Linked DNA regions of Mus musculus: region 2 is linked to region 1. Evidence: chromatin contacts called from public HiChIP or PLAC-seq data. All regions are on one chromosome and are shown on one strand. The core of a region is the stretch at or near the end of the contact, and the rest is flanking DNA. Distances in the headings are between cores, read along the strand shown.

Region 1 (3,704 bases), core at 700-3,199:
TGACTGTGAGCATCCACTTCTGTGTTTGCTAGGCCCAAGCATAGCCTCACAAGAGACAGCTATATCAGGGTCCTTTCAGCAAAATCTTGCTAGAGTATGCAATGGTGTCAGCATTTGGAGGCTGATTATGGGATGGATCCCTGGGTAGTTATTTCATTTTTAAACAAAATAATCAAATTCATTACCATAAGAGGCTCAGCAGAATGACAGATTTGGGGGTCGTGTATACTTTACTCAGTTTTTTTCAGCAGGTGAAGAAAGACTCTTATTAAGGGTGAGGAAACATAGATACAAAGTAGGCACACAGAGAGAAATACCCTCCACAAAGTAGAGAAGGGTCTCAAGAACTGAAAACCTGGTTGGTCTCTCCTTCAGGGTTGTGGATTTACATATCTTTAAGGGTGTCTTTCTCTTCCAATTCAGGCATTGTTAGTTTGAACAAAGACAGTTTGAACAAGACAGATAGGTCCATGAGTTTGGGATTACACATACTGTTCTGGCCTTGAACTTGTGAGAAAGGTCCATAGCTGGCGGTCCCTACTGGTGGGGGGAAAAGCCTGTCAAAGGTTTCATATTAAGTTTCCAGGCTTTTGTCTCTGGTGAGGAGGGTGAATGCAATGCCCGTGATCTTGGCAGTTCATCATCTTTGTTATCTACTTATGCTCTCTCTCCTCATCTGTGTGCCTATCAGGAAATCTATCTCACTATTGGTTCTTATTCTGCCCTCTCAGAGGTCACACTAACTACTGTTGGGGGTTGTAGGCTACTCTATTTTCAAACTGGTAAAGGGGACTGAGGTTGAAGGGACAGCAGCTGGAGTGACTTGGGAGAGGGTTGATGTAAGAGGCAATGGTAAGACTTAACAGATCCAGGCAAAGATCCAGAACATAAGAAAGCCATTATGAGAGTATGTATCCTTGAGGCATGCTTTGTGAGTAAAGAAGCATCTAGAATTCTTTTCACCTTACTAAACAACATTTAAATTAATCATCCTGTTAAGAATTTTCCTCACTGACAGTCAGATTTTAAGGTACCAGTTTTGCGCCAATGCCTGTCTTTGGAAAGTGCTTTGTACACAGCTCTTGTTGCAGTGTTGGAGTTGATGACTTTTGCTTCCCTCCTGGACACCCCACTTTCCCTATATATCTACTTATAGCACCAATTATAATGTCAGGTCTAATGGTCAACGCTCCATCCAGAGAAACTTTGATTACTCAGGATATAAACTGAAACTTCAGCAGACAATGACTTGTACCTATATTACCATAGATCTCTTACTTGAAGGGTCTACCTCTGACTTATAACATTTTCTGGCTATGGAAGAATGCTAGAGCAACTTAGGTGTTAAGCCAAGAAATGTCAGTATGATGACATTTGGAGACGGAGCTTTGGGTACTGATTAGGTCATGAGTGTCTCTGTGAGACAGGAAAGAGCTTAATGCCTTTCACTTTATTTTCTGTTATACAAAGATAAAGCAAGTGTACTTTCATCACCAAACCAGGAAACATTCTGTCTGAAAACCAAGCACAATGGCACCCTGATCTCTGACTTCCACCTTTCAGAAATGTGAGGAATGAATTTGTTATGTAAGCCACTTATTCTATGGTAATTGGTTAGGACCTGCCCCCCCCCCCACACACACATAAACACTCAATCAAATAAGCACTTTAGGCTGCCTTGTCTGCCCTTGTGTGCCAGGGTGGGGGTGGCACCCTCTCAGAGGAAAAGGGGAGGGGGGAGGGAGAGGAGGATTGTAGGCAGGGGTAATGGGGTGGGGCAGTGAGTACGTTGTAAAGTGAATCAACAGAAAATTGAAAAAAACAACAACAAATAAGCTACTTATATCCAAATCCTTTTCTTGGGATCTATTTTTAGGATAACTCACACTCACACATCACCCCCAGGTCTAGCAGACTCATTTTTCTCAGGAAATGAGAAGAGCGGCTGAGTCAGAGAGAAAACAGACAGGAAGTCAATGTGTAGGGTGAAATGACAGAAAGTAATAGAAATGACTCAGTCTAGGCAAGTTTTTGATAAAGAATCCCTTTCTAGCTCAAAGCCCTATGAGGCCCAAGGATTTATTTCATCTGTGAGCTCCGATTCCACACACATGAGCTTGATCATCGCCAGTTCAAGTATGTTATTGTCACTTGCTTTGAAGCTAACTTCTATTGACTCAACCAGAAGACTGAATTCTCTAAGGACACTCTAATTTCTAATTGAGAACCTAAGGCAGCTAGCGAGTTCTTCACTAATAAAAGCCCTTTCCAATCATGACACTCTAAACTGTGTGAGGCACTCTATACCCAACAGGAATTCCTCACTAAATCCCTTTGAAGTTTGAAAAGCAGATCTGGAAATGTTTGTAAACAGACTGCTTCCTATAATTTCACCCTATTATTCCTAGGTTTGGACCAGCTCCCAAGGCGGTTGGAATTTCCTATTTGTTCCTTTTCCTAAGTTCCTATTCCTAAGGCTTTGTATGTGTTTTGTGACTTGACCTTTCTTTTTCTATTCTAGTATAAAATGAATATTCCCACCAACCCAAAGAAACTTCAAACAAACAAACAAACCTGTATTCTTGATTGGTTGGAGAAAGATCAGCGGGTAGGGGCACACACAGAGCAAGTAAGAACTTCACTGGAGTAGGCTGACTCCCCTGAGGCAGATAGCTATAGCCCTGTGTTTCACTTAGTTGTAGTACTGGAGATTAAACTCAAGACTGGCGCCAAGGAATCTAATACTGAACTATATCCCTATACCTCTTTTTGTTTTAAGAAAATGTTTCACTGAGTTGCTCAGACTGGCTTTGAACTCCTTCTGTAGTTCAGGCAGGACTGGAACTTGTGATCCTTCCACCTCAACCTTCCTATGAGGTGGCATTACAAGTCTGCCTGCCCAGTACAACTTTGTCTTTCAAGTTTAGACCTCATCTACTTAGTTACCTCAGCATAAGAAAGGGCAAGACAGTGGAACCGTAGACAAAGCCTTTGGAAATAAATTCCTGGCAGTCACTATTATTGCCTGTCATATGAGCAAACACATTTGAATTTGGTAAACAACTGTCCTTGAAACTTATCAATAATTCTCTCTGGTTCTGATGGCATCTGACTCATGTGATTTAGATTTTGAGGTAATATTCTGTGAGTCCTTGTAGGGAAAAGAATAGCTACATAATAATTACTTACTAAAAAAGACAATTGGGATCCTTCAAATATTTATATCATATAAATATTGCATACTATAATATCTGGAGAGAAACAGAGGCCTAAAGGAACTTCAAAAGCTGAGGTTTAAACTACATTGCATTCTATAAGAACTTAAACCACAGTTTATGCCCAAGGTCTAGGTAAATAGATCAGGTCTACAGTAGTTGGAGCAATCGCCTTCCATGTAGACTTCTTTGCTTTTCATGTTCTGCTAAAATTATCCTACAAAAACACCTGGAAGACTCTACTTAAACAAATGTTAAAACTATCATTGCAACTTCTAGACAAACCAGCATGGTGTGCCACCTAATGTGATGTTTGAGACAGACACAAAAGCATTTATATCATAATTATGTCAGAAGAGTACATAATTCAAATCTAATCACAGTAAAATATAATACAACCATGCAAGAGACAGTCTACAAAACAATTGGCTTGTACTCAACAAGAACGTCTATGATAGGAAAGAAAAGGAAAGGAAAGGAAAGGAAAGG
Region 2 (3,704 bases), core at 801-3,300, 80 kb after region 1:
CTCTGAAGTCTTCTCTGCATCCAGCCCCATGAAAGCCTTTCTACTTGGGGGTAGCACGAGTATTGTGGTTTTATTTTATTTTTCGAACTCAGTAGGAAATTATTGTCTTGATGTTTCATCATGGCTCAGTGCTTCAAAAACACTTTCATTGCCCCCAAACAGTCCTAGAATAGGTGCAAATCAGGGTATTAAGCCTTCATTCTCTCTCCAGTAGATGATGAGTCTTGAAGATAGTCAACATTATCTTTTCCATGTCCTCAAAGTTATGTAAATAACCTCACTTCCTCTACTAACTGAAAAAAAAAAACCAACTATCATTAGTTTGCAGGTCAATCTCTGACTACTGAGTAAACAAATTGATAGCCTGAAAATCCAACATCCTACAGTCTTATCATAGATCATCGTTTGAAAAAGATTACACGTTTAAAAGCATTAATTTCTTTTAGCACACTATTTGGCTAGTTCAGTCATTTGTTTATTATACTTAGTTTTTCTTTTTCTTTTTCTTTTTCTTTTTCCTTTCTTTCTTTCTTTCTTTCTTTCTTTCTTTCTTTCTTTCTTTCTTTCTTTCTTCTTTTTTTTTTTTTTTTTGTTTTTTGTTTTTTGTTACAGCCACTCACCATATATCCCTGGCTGGTCTAGAACTTGCTATGTAGAACAAACTGGCCTAAAACTCACAGAGATCCACCAGCCTCCAGCCCCCTAGTGCTAGACTTAAAGTTGTATGCCCCCATGCTCAATCTATTGTTTACTTTTTAGTAACTAGATTTTCTTTTTGAAAGCATTTCACACACTTGGTAAGACAAAACAAAAATAAGCAAAACATAAAACAAACAAAATAACAAATGTGTTGAAGGTTATAAAATGGGTCTTCCTCTCACTTTAGACTCTCAGTCTCCAGGTTTCATCCCTATATCTCTAAAGGTAACTTAATTTTACCTACTTCTTCTGAATCTAACCAGTATCCTTCTAAAAGTATCCATTAACAGGCACACAATGCACATTGTATGTGCTGTGTTTATTTAGTTGACGCATTGTGTTAGGAAAATTCCCATGTCTACACATATAGTTTTACTGTAATCCTTTCTTAGCTACCCAGTACTTCATTGTACAACAATGCACTATGCTTTGTTTAATGAGCGCTGATCTGTGTATGTTTGTCCCCTAGCATACAGCACTGCAGAACCTAACACATACTTATTTGGATAACAGCAAAAAAAAAGTCATTGGAATTATTAAGGTCGTTTTTTTATCAGTGTTGCCAAATTCATTGAAATTAATTTGGCAGTGAATATTGGCCTTCTCCCTCAAGAGAATATGAAAGTTCCTGTTCCCCACCAGTGGCCCATGCTGTCAGTTTCTCTCATAATTTATGCTACTCTGCTAGATTGAAAATGGTATCTCATTTTAATTTGCATATTTCTAATTACGAAGATAAGCTTTGCACATGTCTTAAGCCTTTTGCACATCATTATATGTGAGATTGTACGTTCATTTTCTACTTATTCCATAGAATTTTTGTTCTTTCTCTTGTTTATAAAATTTAACTATTAATATGATCTGTTATATAGGTCCCAATACAAATGAAGTCATTCACCTGGCTTTTTTTTTCCCAATACATTTACGATTATTCTTTTTTCTGGCTTAAAAAAATTACATCTGGAAATTGTTTTATTTTTACTAAATTACCGTAAAAACAATCCCATTGAACCTCCTTTAACTTTGAAAAGAATGATGGTCAATGTTACTTTAGTACGTAGTGTCTGATACAGTTATCTAGTATCAACTGTGTCCCAGTGTTCTGAGCATCACCTTTCTGGCATTCTTGTTATTGTTTTTGCTGGTTTCCTTTTAGAATGGTATCTTGGCCTGCCTCTGGGGGAAATACGCAATCCCACTGCACTTGCCTTCAGCAGCAGGCGGCCAGCAGTGATGGAGGACCCGCACCTCCATCAGGTATCCAGGGAGGCAGACATCACCCTAACTCTTCACTACTTCCTCCCCAGCACACTTAAGAGCATTGGGGAACTCCCAGGCAGGGTGTGGATCAGTTCCTGTTCACCACCTCTCTGTGAAACCCTTTCCTGTGTGAGACTTGGCCTTCTTTCAGCTGCCTATATATGGAGAAAAATCTACATCATTATACACAAGGAAGATTGAAGGTATTGGAAAGAAAGCAATGGTTTGAAATTGGAGAACTCTTTTGTATGGTAGCTACCTCACTATACTGCTGAGTGGTATTAACCTATACTATTTGTTTGGACTGTGAAACTGATCATCAGATGGGAGAACTAAAGACTAGCAGGATTAATTCTTTTTAAACATTGGACAAACACCCCCAAGACTTAGTGACTTATAAGCTTTTTTCCTACCTCATTGGGAAACTGTATGGATTTACGTTAGTTCCACGTGTTTCTTGGTTTCCCTTACATCTTCATTACCTGTATTATGTTCTCATGGCAAATACAGAAACTCCTCAGGACAAACGAAACTACATACCATAGTGAACTCACTGAGGCCAGTTTGAAGGGACTTCCGAGTTGCTTCTGAATACTCATGATAAAACATGGCATCAACACAGGTTCATGCACCCCAGAACCTGACAACACTAGCCAAGCAGGTACTATTAGACACTCCGCAGCAGCCTAACTCCATTCCCTTTAATGGTGATGGATCTTGCCATCTCCAGTAGAAGTTTACAATACCAAGTTCATTTCTAGCCTCCCTTCTTGCCACCATAGGTAGTCATATCACACAGTTCTGGTGAGTAAAGCAGTAAGTATACTTCTGCTGGGTGTTCCTGGGAATGTCCCTGTTTCGTTTGAACAACACAATTTCTTAGTCCTTCACAATTCTGATCTACATATCGGAGCTGTTCACAAAGCTGTTGTGTTAGTCAAATTTCACTTCATAAAAATTAGTGGTTTATAGTTAAGATTTTTTTATCAGTAGGTTTATGGATCATCTAGTATATAGCTCTACTTCAGGCACGGGGCTGTGAGTAGTTTCAGCTGAAGCCCGTGTGTTTCATAGACCAGAAGCTATACAAGGTTTTTCAAATTTTGGTCATGTCACTAACATACCTTTGATTAGAGCAATTCAAATGATCAAGACCACCGGTAGCAGACAGACAGGCTGTAGCTACAGTGGGACACTCTGATATTATGACAAAGATGAGAACATGCAGTTCTATCTAACTAGAGTGAAGATGAACAAACCCCCAAAATAATATCATGATGGAGCCAGTGTTGGTTTTTAGAGACCTTAGACAAAAAATAGTGCTTCACTTCCCTCTAAAGCATGGTTGCTTACTAGGTAAGTTTTTTTTTTTTCCTAGAAGACTGGAATGTGATTTAATGCTGACATTTCTTGAGGTTGTTGAGTGCATGAAAATAACCCAGACAATAGCTCCCTGACAAAAGAGATTGTTCACTAAGCAAGTAGCGATTATCTGAAGCCATGAAGTTTTTATACACCAATCAATAATCTATTATCATTTTCCTGTGTTTTGTTTTGTTCTGTTCTGTTCTGTTCTGTTCTGTTCTGTTCTGTTCTGTTCTGTTCTGTTCTGTTCGTCTTTGACAAACGACCCTTGCTTTTCTGATCCCGTCCCAGGAGCACTGCATTTTAGGCTTGACTTGGCTGTTTCAGAGGCGCCCTCTGCTGGAGTGAAACAGTATTTTGTTCCCAGGAGGTAAAGATAC

What was found. HiChIP or PLAC-seq counts read pairs in DNA pulled down with a chosen protein or histone mark.
Region 2: a contact with region 1 is called in a BATF HiChIP or PLAC-seq map of CD8 T cells, with 18 read pairs. The contact joins two enhancer-like sites. A contact is called at or near these places in 2 of 15 datasets of contacts at CTCF or cohesin (CD8 T cells and stem cell-derived epiblast-like cells), 64 of 484 Hi-C or Micro-C datasets (the AML12 cell line, B cells, the BV-2 cell line and 37 more) and 4 of 115 datasets of contacts at active chromatin or transcription factors (CD8 T cells, cardiomyocytes, a colorectal cancer cell line and 1 more).

Annotation. Positions count from the first base shown.
Region 1 is chrX:9,137,767-9,141,470 of GRCm38.p6, forward strand. No RefSeq gene overlaps it. Among named protein-coding and RNA genes, the nearest start is that of 4930402K13Rik, 35 kb to the left of the region's middle. Within about 2 kb of position 1,950, at least 17 of the 459 cell types and tissues checked have an H3K27ac peak or open chromatin away from gene starts, as enhancers often do. A contact at or near this core is called in CD8 T cells, Th1 cells and Th2 cells, where this site is marked.
Region 2 is chrX:9,217,736-9,221,439 of GRCm38.p6, forward strand. The region is part of intron 1 of Lancl3 (LanC lantibiotic synthetase component C-like 3 (bacterial)); the gene reads left to right. Among named protein-coding and RNA genes, the nearest start is that of Lancl3, 20 kb to the left of the region's middle. Within about 2 kb of position 2,051, at least 21 of the 459 cell types and tissues checked have an H3K27ac peak or open chromatin away from gene starts, as enhancers often do. A contact at or near this core is called in CD8 T cells, Th1 cells and Th2 cells, where this site is marked.